Linked DNA regions of Hordeum vulgare: region 2 is linked to region 1. Evidence: chromatin contacts called from public Hi-C data. All regions are on one chromosome and are shown on one strand. The core of a region is the stretch at or near the end of the contact, and the rest is flanking DNA. Distances in the headings are between cores, read along the strand shown.

The links. Hi-C and Micro-C count contacts between places; a contact is called where the count stands out from the background.
Region 2: a contact with region 1 is called in a Hi-C map of leaf, with 3 times the contacts expected there. The contact joins the promoter of LOC123409736 here to the promoter of LOC123409928 in region 1. A contact is called at or near these places in 4 of 6 Hi-C or Micro-C datasets (leaf and seedling) and 1 of 1 datasets of contacts at active chromatin or transcription factors (embryo).

The regions. Positions count from the first base shown.
Region 1 is chr7H:57,186,018-57,191,536 of MorexV3_pseudomolecules_assembly, forward strand. LOC123409928 (probable E3 ubiquitin-protein ligase XBOS35) reads right to left here and starts at 2,170. Exons shown (of 11, transcript XM_045102798.1): 1 at 1,641-2,170; 2 at 387-592; 3 at 212-271. The coding sequence starts at 581.
Region 2 is chr7H:57,353,818-57,359,336 of MorexV3_pseudomolecules_assembly, forward strand. It overlaps LOC123409736 (deSI-like protein At4g17486), which reads right to left and starts at 2,781. Exons shown (of 1, transcript XM_045102597.1): 1 at 1,522-2,781. The coding sequence starts at 2,441. The coding sequence ends at 1,701.

The DNA.
Region 1 (5,519 bases), core at 920-3,419:
GGGAAATGCATATGCTTGTAAGATTGCAACTAGACAGTTCGCAGTAATATATTAAAATAAACTAATTTTGGGATGATTATGGTTGAATCCATTTCTGTATACCAAGTAAGAAGTATTCTCAATAAATATTCAAAAGTAATAACACATATTATCGATCATAAAGAATTGGGTACCAATGTTGAACAAGGTGGGAGATAAAAAAAAAGCTCACCTGTCCTCTGCAGTTCCTAAGGTTGATATCAACGCCAGATTCTATTAGCAGGGAAACAATCTACCAGGAAAATGAAATTATTTATCAATGGATAACAAGCACACATACATTAATTAACTAAAGTGACTAAAAAATAATTGTAAACTGATGACGAAAGAGGTGTGGAGTGAATCACCTCATGGTGGCCCTTTGCCGCCGAGTAATGGAGGGGTGTGTTTCGGATACCGAATGTTGAGTATCGTGCAAGCCGGGGGTTAAGCTCCAATAGGGCCCTAGCCTCCTGGATGTCTCCATCCCTCGCGGCAGAGACGAGCCGTTCACCGGTAGCTGAGCAGCCGAATGAGTCGCCCATCATACCTAAGAGTCCCATGATGCTTCTACCTATCAATGCACAAATTCTCAGTATCACTTACTAAGGACTCGGCATATATTGAGTTTAATCATTTGAGCATGCTGTGGGGCCACATAATTATGAAGCCAAGGGTACGAGTGTAGCAAGAATGGAGAGCTGGCCCATATGTAGAAGTAAATTGCCCTCAAATTGATATGGTAGGGGAAATCAACCACATGGACACTCTACAGGAAACTGATTCGGGAAAAGGGGAAACTAAGCCACCTGTCCACTTCGAGAAGCACCCAAATGGCATAGCATGACCTGAGGCATTTGATCGTTAATCTAGTGAAAGATCCACATTAACGGCTCAATAAGTTAGTAACTGGATCACTAGGTCACCCCTACAAGAAGGCAATGGGCATAAATGGCAGGAATGTTGGCTCACATTCTAAAAGAAATACCTCAGACTGACACAATAAGCAGGAAACCTAAACCGAGGTGGCGTCCCTCTGCAAGAACGTAGCTCAGTTGATCCAACACGGTAATGCTACTCTGACACCAACTGGGCACTCCACATGGATTAAAGAGTACATACAGCATCCTGCTTTAGGAAACTACCACAAATTGACTCGAAAGAACTGGAATAAAACCAAGGGCGCCATCTTTACGCAAGAGAACATCCACAATCGAACCAAGAAACGGTGGGTCACGCCCACTAGTTTTATTTTACTACTACAATTATTGTTAGTTTCCTCATAATTAATATTCGAGTTGTTGGCAGAGGCGGTGACAATGGCGGAAACAGTACTAGGAGAAACGGGTCGCTGTCCCCTGTCCTTCTCAGGGACAGCGGCTCCATTGCTGCAAGCAGGAACGGCACAACCACCAGCGTCGGCATTGAGCTCATGGATTGACTTTTGTGTGCGAAGAACCAGAGAAAGAACGGGGAGGGGGGCTAAGAGCTGGAGCGCATTGCATCGTTTTGCCATTTCTACAAGGAAAAAGGAAATGACAACAGGCCCGGAGCAGTTCAGCGGCCACGAACCCGGATCAGGGATTCACATCACAAAACATACGGAAACATTGCGCACGTACCTCTGAAAGACCAGATCTTTCGGCTACAAGAAACGGATGCGCGAGTAATGGGGATCAGCCCAGCGCATCTCCCCTCACCTACCGCCCCTCGGAAGGGGATCTTCAGGCGGCGGGCGCCCGGCCGGGAAGAAGAAGCTCCTCCTCCGCCTTGCCCGTCACCACCAACTCATCCAGAGACGCAGCTCAGGGACAACGCGGAAGACGGCAGATGGAGGCCGCCACCGCCGCCGACGCGGGATCAGAAACTACGAACTGCAAATGGCCTGGGGCTGGGAGGAAGAACGAGGGAGGTGGGAGAGAGAGACAAGGATGGGGGGGGGGGGGGGGGGGGGGGCTGCAGTGGAGAGCACGAGGAGCTGGGGCGTGCGCCACATGGAACGGGATTGAATTGCCTCTCGCGAATTATTATTGTGATGATTTTTCCGGCTGGCTGCCGGCGCGGAGGCGTGGAACTGCTCCTGTGACAGATGTTCCTTGGTGATGTCGGAAACCTGCACTGACTGTTTCTTCCTTTTGTTTTCTGCTATTTGCAGGACAGTGACATGGAGCTAGGGTGAGAGCTAGCCTAATTGCTTTGATGCCAAAAGTTGGGATGCCAAATTTCGGCAACCGCCACATATTGGCTAGAGATTGGTTACATGCAAATTTCCATTGCCAATCTCATAAAAGGTTGTCAAATGTTGGTAAATTCTGATTTTGCCAAATGTTGGTAGCAAAACCAATCAGCCTCAGCATCTACCGTCACGTTCAGCTAAATCGGCCCCTCCTATGGCCATAGACGCGATGGTGAAACCTCGAATTTTCGTTCCTCGCGCCTCGGTCAGCAAACCCTAAATGCATGTTACATGTATCGTGAACTTTTGATGGCTACCTAAATTTGATATGTTGTACATACATATTCTCTCTTATTTAATGAAATGGCAAATCCTTTGCCTTGTTTCAAAGAAAATGGACAAAGATCATCCATACTTGCTCTTGTCAGCGCCTTTGACGTCTTTGTCGTGGAAGTAGTGGTCGAAGACGCAATATGGATCAAGTCGGATCCCCACCTTGTCGGAGGTATCTGCATGTTACTATCCTCCTCTCTTTGGGGGACAGTCCGACTACAACAGGGAACGCCCGGGCTTGCTCTCATGCGAGGGAGCCTGTGTTCCTCCTCTAACGCTTTTGAAGGATGCGGGCCTTGATGACTGCTATTTGTGATAGGTATTAGGATTTCTCCAAAAAGGAAGGGTGATGTAGTATAGCAGCAAATAGTATTTCCATCAGTTAAGAACTAGTTTTAGTGGTCCAGCAGGAGACACCCCACAAACAAAGGTAAACGGTACCTGCACACACACAAAGAAAATGCTTGCACCCAACAAAATTAAGAGGGTTGTCGATTCCCTTGTACTCGTTAATTGCAAAGATTAAATCTGATAATGGTATATAGATAAATAAAAGTAAATAAATTACAACAAGTATTTTAGGGTTTTAGTAAATATAAAGGGAGTGGACCCAGGGTCATAGGTTCACTAGAGGCATCTCTCTCATAAGCATAACAATGGTAGGTAAACAAATTATTGTTGGGTAATTGATAGAATAACGCATACTTATGATAATTCTTCATGAGATTATCAATATATAGGCCTTACGTTCATTACAAGTAGAGCGAGATTGTTGACGTGCAACTATTCCTAACTTGATGCCTCCACGGCAACGGAGCCAGAAAAGAGCTTGTCCCAGTTGCTCAACAATTAGCAATTGTCTTGCAATGGCCCACTAGCGCGTGGGATCACGACAGTTTTCAAGGGTAGAGTATTCAACCCAAATTTGTTGGTTCGCACGACGGGAAGTGAAAGAATATTCTCAAGTATTAGCAGCTGAATGTGTCAGGTTCAACCACACCTGAAAGATTAGTGTCTGCAAGCAAAGTATCAGTAGCAAAGTAATATGATAGCAACGGTGCTAGAAACGATCTAGTGACAAGGCAGACTATTCCTAACGGTTGTATCAATGGCGCCAGAAAAGTATTGTAGCTGGTAGTAGCAGAGTAACGAGTAACAGCAGTGGCAAGGAACAACAGTAGCAACAGTAGTGGCAGCAGCAGCACGACAAAGCAAGTAACAGCAGCAGAGCAAAGTAAGTAACAGCAGTAGTGGGACAAACTCGTAGGCAATGGATCGGTGATTCGTTGGATGACATTCATCATGCAACAGTTATAACACGAAGAGATATGTGGCTAGCTCCCGTTCGTCAATGTGATGTAGGCATGCATTCCGTGTGTAGTCATACGTGCTTAGGGAAAAGAACTTGCATGACATCTATTGTCCATCCCTCCCGTGACAGCGGGGTCCAAATGGATACTACGGGATATTAAGGTTCTCCTTTTAATAAATAACCGGACCAACGCATTAGCACTTGGTGAACACATGAACTCCTTAAACTATGGTCATCACCGGGAGTGGTTCCGGTTATTGTCACTCCGGGGTTGCCGGATCATAACACATAGTAGGTAACTACAACTTGCAAGATCGGATCTAAAACACACATATATTGGTGACAACATAATAATTTCAGATCTGAAATCATGGGACTCGGGCCCTAGTGACAAGCATTAAGCATGGCAAAAGTAGTAGCAACATCAATCTTAGAACATAGTGGATACTAGGGATCAATCCCCGTCAAAACTAACTCGATTACATGATAGATCTCATCCTACTCATCACCGCCCAGCGAGCCTACGAATAGATTACTCACGAACGATGAAGAGCTTCATGGAATTGGAGAGGGAAGAAGGTTTATAATGACAATGGCGACGATATCCTTGATCCGGAGCCCAAAACGGACTCCAGATCTGCCCTCCAGATGAAGAATAGGATGTGGCGGCGCCTCCGTATCGCAAACGCGATGAAATCTTCTCTCTTGATTTTTTTTGGGATGAAAGGGAATAAATAGAGCTGAGTTTGGGGCCGGCAGAGCCACGTGGGCCCCACAAGCCTGGTCGCCGCAGCCAGGGGGAGGCCGCGGCGTCAGGGCTTGTGGCCCACTGGCCCGTCCCTCCGGTGGATCTTTGCGCAGGTATTTTTCATATTTTCCAAAAATATTCTCCGTAAATTTTTAGGACGTTCCGAGAACTTTCCTTTCTGCACAAAAACAACACCATGGCAATTCTGCTGAAAACAGCGTCAGTCTGGGTTAGTTCCATTCAAATCATGCGAATTAGAGTCCAAAACAAGGGCAAAAGAGTTTGGAAAAGTAGATACGATGGAGACGTATCAACTCCCCCAAGCTTAAAACCTTGCTTGTCCTCAAGCAACTCAGTTGAATTACTAAAAGAGAAAGAAAAACTTTGACAAACTCTGTTTGATCTTGTTGTTGCAACTATGTCTAACTCATAACCAGAATTTCAGCAAGATCACAAGTTAACCACATAAGCAAGTGACACAAAGGTCTCACGGTAAACTAATATCAATGGCATAATCAGCTAGCGAACAAATAATAATGAGTTTCAGGTACCAACGATTCAATCAAAACAAGCATGAAGCAATATGAATAGGTGGTATCTCGCTGGCTCTTTCTGAGACCGCAAAACATAAATGCAGAGCACTTTCAAAGATCAAGGGCTGACTAAACATTGTAATTCATAGCAACGAAGATCCAGTCATAGTCATACTCAATATCAATCAAAAGCAAAGCATAAAAATGACAGAGGTGCTCTCTAATTGGTGCTTATATAAGAAGAGGATGACTCAACAGGAAAATAAATAGACAGGCCTTCACAAAGGGAAGCATTGATTTGCAGAGGTGCCAGAGCTCAAGCTTTGAAAACAGAGATAATAATTTTGGGTGGCATGCTTTCATTGCCAATGCAATGACCAAGAGCTCTCAATATCTTCC
Region 2 (5,519 bases), core at 1,531-4,030, 170 kb after region 1:
GGAGGGATCCAGGAAAAATAATATTCGACGCCACCATCCACACCGCCAAAGCCGAACAGTCCAAACTCTAAGCTGCTAAAGCCTAAAATGAACCACACGCATCCGCCCCTCCCCCCCCCCTTCCACCGACGATCGAGATCACCGACGGAGAGGAGCCGCCGGAGGACGGTGGCGGCCCTCTGGTGTTGCCAACGCTAGATGATCACTTGCACGTACCGCGTCACAGGCGTGGTGAAGGTGAACAATCTTCAGATCATTCAAGAAAAAAAAATTAGTCCGTGCCATATAAAAAAAAAGCCCGAGCCAAGTACAGTATAGTCGGGCGCACGTCGGTGGCGCTCGGCAACCTCCGGGGACCGGAGAGGGCGCGCGCTCGGCCGGCCGTGCCAGCCAGCCACGAATTATTCGCCCGCCCGCCCGCCGCGCGCAGGCGGAGGAACCAGCTGTGTGCACCAGCGCAGCCGGTGCGTGGGTGCAGGTGCAAGCGCAACAACCCGACCCGCCGGGAGAAAAAAAAAGAGGAAAGGCCCTATGCCATGGGGGGCACGTCGCGTGGACGAATGATTTCCGCCGCACCCAGCCCCAATGAATTCATTCATTGATGCGATTCCCGCGGCCGGCAAGGGGACAAGCCGTGGAAAAGGCACCGCGTACTAGTGGAGTACCACGCCCATACCCCTATCTCGCCCATCGCAGCCCTCGACCCGACGACGACCTACTAGAGGGGCACAGCACAGCGAGCGTACGTACTTCTCTCCTGTAGTAGGCTGTAGCCGATCCATCGAAAGGCGCGTCACATTCCGTGCACCCAACCCAGCCAAGGACCGATCCACAATGGCCCGCGCATCCTCATCGGACGGGTCAAGGTCGATGTGGCGCACACCGGCGTCCTCCACAAATGAAAATGAGAGCCCTCCTCCTCCCGTCGGCGCCCAGTTTTGACCCCACGCCGCCGCCGCCGGTCGCCGGTCAAGGGCGAGGCGAGCAGGACACGCAACCGGCGAGGTCCCCAAGAGTTGTGTCGAAGCGAGCTCGCCTTTCATGCGACAAGTCACGTTAAAATTATCGTCCCCCCGCATTTCCAGATAGGCCGGACGCAATCATGCAAGAAACAACAGCACGAGGACTAATCTAATCGTGCCCCATGACAGGTGCAGTGCACAGGCAGGCACCGGGAATTCTCTGCACTGCATCAGCAAAAGCGTATCGGTCGATCAGTGCTTGGCTTTGGAGCTTTTATCTAGTTGATTGAATCCAAGAAAGACTCCAGCTAGTAGAGTAAGTACAATGGTTGTTTACTCTAAAAGAACGGGCGAAAGGAGGGACGAATATATTCCTACTGGACGGTTCGCCGGATAGAATTGGATCCATGCCACACACCAAAGAATTGCATGATAGACGTCGTTAACCACAACGTAAATGTGATCGGAATTAATCATTAATTAATGGCGATTTGGCAGCAGACGGTGACACGGCCAGCCAGGTGTATCTATAGATACGAGTAGTAATAAAGCCGGAGAATTCGGAAATTAATAGCCTAATGAACTGCAGTTACTACTGGTACTATCATGGTGACAGTGCAGCACTCGCAGAGCACAAATCTTAATCTCGGGTACTACTATGCACAGAATTCAGGTAACTGTCGAAGGAGGAAAAAAAAGGAAGGTGTGAGCTGTAAACGAAAAGGAGTAATGGCGCCGTTACATGGAGGCCAACGGCGTCGGTGTCGGCGTCGTCAACGTCTGCGGCGTCGGCGGCGTCGGGGGCGGGGTCTGCAGCGGGCGGGGCGTCACGTTCTTGCCGCCGCCGCCGACGGAGAGGGAGCGGAAGAAGGTCCTGGGCCGCGGCGGCGCGGCGGGCTGGCGGGCGGAGCGGCTCTTGACGGGGGGCAGCTGGTCCCCCTTGCGGCGCACCTGGTTGGTGCTGGGGATGACGCAGGTGAAGACGACCCCGATCTTGGCGAGGCGGTTGACCCAGCGCGGGATGCGGGCGCGGGCGACGAGGCGGCGGCAGGCGGCGTCGCAGAAGTGGTTGCAGTTGCGGGAGACGAGGTTGTATGCGTCGCCGGGGAAGTCGGCGGCGAGGTCGGCCATGAGGGCGCGCACGTCGGCGCGGGTCAGCTCCGTGGTGCCCACCAGCACCGCCTCCCGGAACGCGTAGCCGGGGCACCGCCGCGGGGACACCTCGAAGATGCCGCTCCCGGCGCCCTCGTGCGCGCCGTACGCGTACTCCACCCCGTGGACCTGCACGCCCGAGTGGTACACGCCGAGCCCCAGCCACCGCGCGTACCCGTTGGCGGGGGTCACGTCGTACACGTTGAGGAACACCGGGGACGACGACGGCGCGGCCTGCCTCGCAGCGGGCCGGGGCGTCGAGGTGGACGCGGAGGAGCCGGCCGAGGAGGAGGTGGAGGACGAGGACGAGGAGGCGGCGGCCGCCATTCCCCCGGCCCGCGTGCGTTTCTCCCTCGCGTCGCGTCGCTTCGGCCGAGAGAGAGAGAGAGAGGGAGAGGGAGAGGGAGAGAGGGAGACGCAGACACCCCCGCACGGCAGACGGCACCGTGGTCGCCGCGCGGCGTTGCGGGCGCTGCGAGTAGGTTTTTATGTGGGTTTCTTTAGCAGCTTGTCGCGCGGCTGTGTCTGAGCATGATCGCTTTTTCGTGGCATCGCATTGGGGGGCTCTGGCTTTGGCTTTGGCAGGCTGGCGTGTCCATGATTCAGCGCCGCAATAGAGGATGCGAGCCGCCAAGATTCGTGCTGGGTTTTACTTACCCGTCAGCGAATTTTTCTTATAGGTGAAGTCTTGTGCTGGTCACTGCCATTGGTTTAATTTTCGAATGCATGAGTGTTTGAACATCGGTCGCCACCATGCACCATCAACTCTCATTTCCTGCCCATTCAAAAAGAAGGAACACTCTCAACGCCGGTCTGGCCCGACCAAATGATGGTTTCGACCAGACTTTGCAATTCCCATTCTGTAATCAGCATGAGTACGATGACAGCCACGTCGTCTATTTCCACCAAAGATTCTGGACACCGGCAATCACCTCCATTCTCTTCTTGCCCGCTCATTTGGTTTCCATGCGTTAGGGCCTAGTACTGTCAGATGTGCGGTCCTCCTGGACTGTTGGCCTGATGATGCGGAGACGTCGTGTCCTCTCTGCACGTCAAAACCTGTTCACGCTATCGAGTGTTCTTGCTGTGTACTCCCTTCGCCCGATGAAAGAGCGTACATATAGACATTTTAGGATAAATTATAAAATAGAGTAAAAAATGCATTAGAAAGATGCAAAACACCATCTTTCTCCTTTTTAATTACCTAACCCCCAATGAGGTAAGTGCGTGTAAAAATTAGAAAGACTATGTGTAGAATGTTATTGGTCTTGATTACCGTGCGATGATTTTTTATACTTTAAAGTACATTGAAAAGATAAAAGTACACTCTTTTATGAACAAATTTTAAAACCAAACGCACACTCTTCACCGGACGGAGGGAGTAGGCTCAATGAGAATTTATCTCTCATTATACGCTGACTAGGTCTAGGTGTCATGTTAGTACAATGGTAAGGTCAACTCCACCGCGCCACCCCATCCGAAAGTCCGTTTTTCCCGGATTCTATCCCCTTGGTGCGGGTGATGGGGTCGTATCCAGATCATTTTTGGGATGTGGTGGCCGCGTCCAACGCGCGGAAGCATCCTCGGGAGCATCCTGTCTGCATCCTCTATGCTTTGTGCCACCGACAGGCGGGACAGGCGTCCGTGCGCTATCCGTTTCACCTAAAAAACGAACCAAGTTTGGACCGGGAATGGGTCGAAAGCGGACAGAAAACGGACAAACGTTTGTTTGTGCCCGCGCGCTGAGTCGCATGGTGTGTTCGTTTTACCCCAAACGAACGCGGGCGAACATGATAGGGTCGCGCGCTGGTGTTGGCCTAAACGTTTGGAAACGGCACGCCGGCGAAACGCTCTACGAGTCACGCGTCCATACATGTGCCAAGTCCTTTCTATTGCTTGCTCTCTCTACGCTGCTTCTTCTCTGCTTCAAACGTCACGGTCAACCATCGCCGTTTGCAGGCCTCCCAGGGCATCACCGTCACGGGAATCAACCGATCCAACCGCCCTCGGCCAGATCTATTTGAATCCCCGTGCACCGAAGCTCTGCCTGCCTCGTCGGACCGCGACGAAGATGCAATCGGTTGAAGCTTTTTCCAACCATCTGCGAGCAGCTACACACATGCTGGAACCACCCACCAGAGATGTTACAAAGCACGACGGTGTGACCTCCCTCCCCTGTCGCTGCAACCATGTCCTCCCAAAACGAACATGGAGGCATTTTTTTACCGCTCCTCCATTGATGTTGCAAGCGACGAACCAAAAAGCTACAACCTTTGATTGGAAAGCTTCAACCTCCGGCATATAAAGTTTCAACCGAACACCATATACTGAAAAAAGCTACATCCATTCAGCGCAACGAATGCATCTTCGATGGCACCTAGCCCCTGGTTCAGACCCTGGTCTCCAAGATCAAGGACGAAGCCGAGCAGTGGGCTCTAGCTGGTGCCCGTGGCCTTCGGGTCATCTTGCCTTCCACCTGGGATGTGCATTAGTTTTAGTGTTCTTTGTTTGTACTTGACCTCCTACGAGGATTTTATCTAGACTCTACCTTTTCAATGCAGTGAAACACAAAGGTCCTTTGCGTTTTCTTGAAAAAAAGCTTCAACCGTAGTTTGAAAAGGCTTCAACCGGCAAAACAAAGAAATTTCATGGGATCACTATGAAATAAGAAAAGGCTACAACCATCATTTTTGAGAAGTTTCAACCGTTGAATTGAAAAGCTTCAAACCATTTTGCAGAAAGCTTCTACCGGCCTTCTATTTACCGGAACCAAAAAGAGAGTGAAGGCTGCAAATGATGCGGAGGAGCTGCAAACAACACCTAAAAATGCTACAACCGGTGTCTATATATAGAAGCTACCATCGGCCTCTTCAAAAGTTTCAAAAGGCAAGGGTGAAGCTGGAAGAAGGCCACCGTGCAAAATCAAAATAGTTATAACCGTTATAGTTTTTGCTACATCCATCAAGGATTTTTGTTACATCATTCGATATCCGACGAGGATCATCGACGCTCGCCTCAGCCTCCCGCCCTTCCTCCCCGGTGTGTTGTGGCTGCTCTCGATGCCGGAAAATAAAGAATAGAGGAGGAAGAAGGAGAGGACGACGCGGGCAGGAGAGGGGCTTTGAATGGTGCGGCCTGGAATGGGCGAATCGTGTGACTGTCGTACGACCGGCCTAAATCTGAACCGTCGCGCCAGCGTCTATCATTGCCCTAGCACAATAGGATGCCGCACGTTACAAGACCACCCGCCCTACAAAAGTAACCCGAACGTAGAAATGACGACTCAAACTAAAATGCAGCAATAGCTGGGAAACAAGAAGGGCTATTTTTTTTAAATGTCTGCCTGTGGTATCATGACAATAGTTGTGAGATTTCAGTCACCTCGTGTGTACTTAATTGGCACTG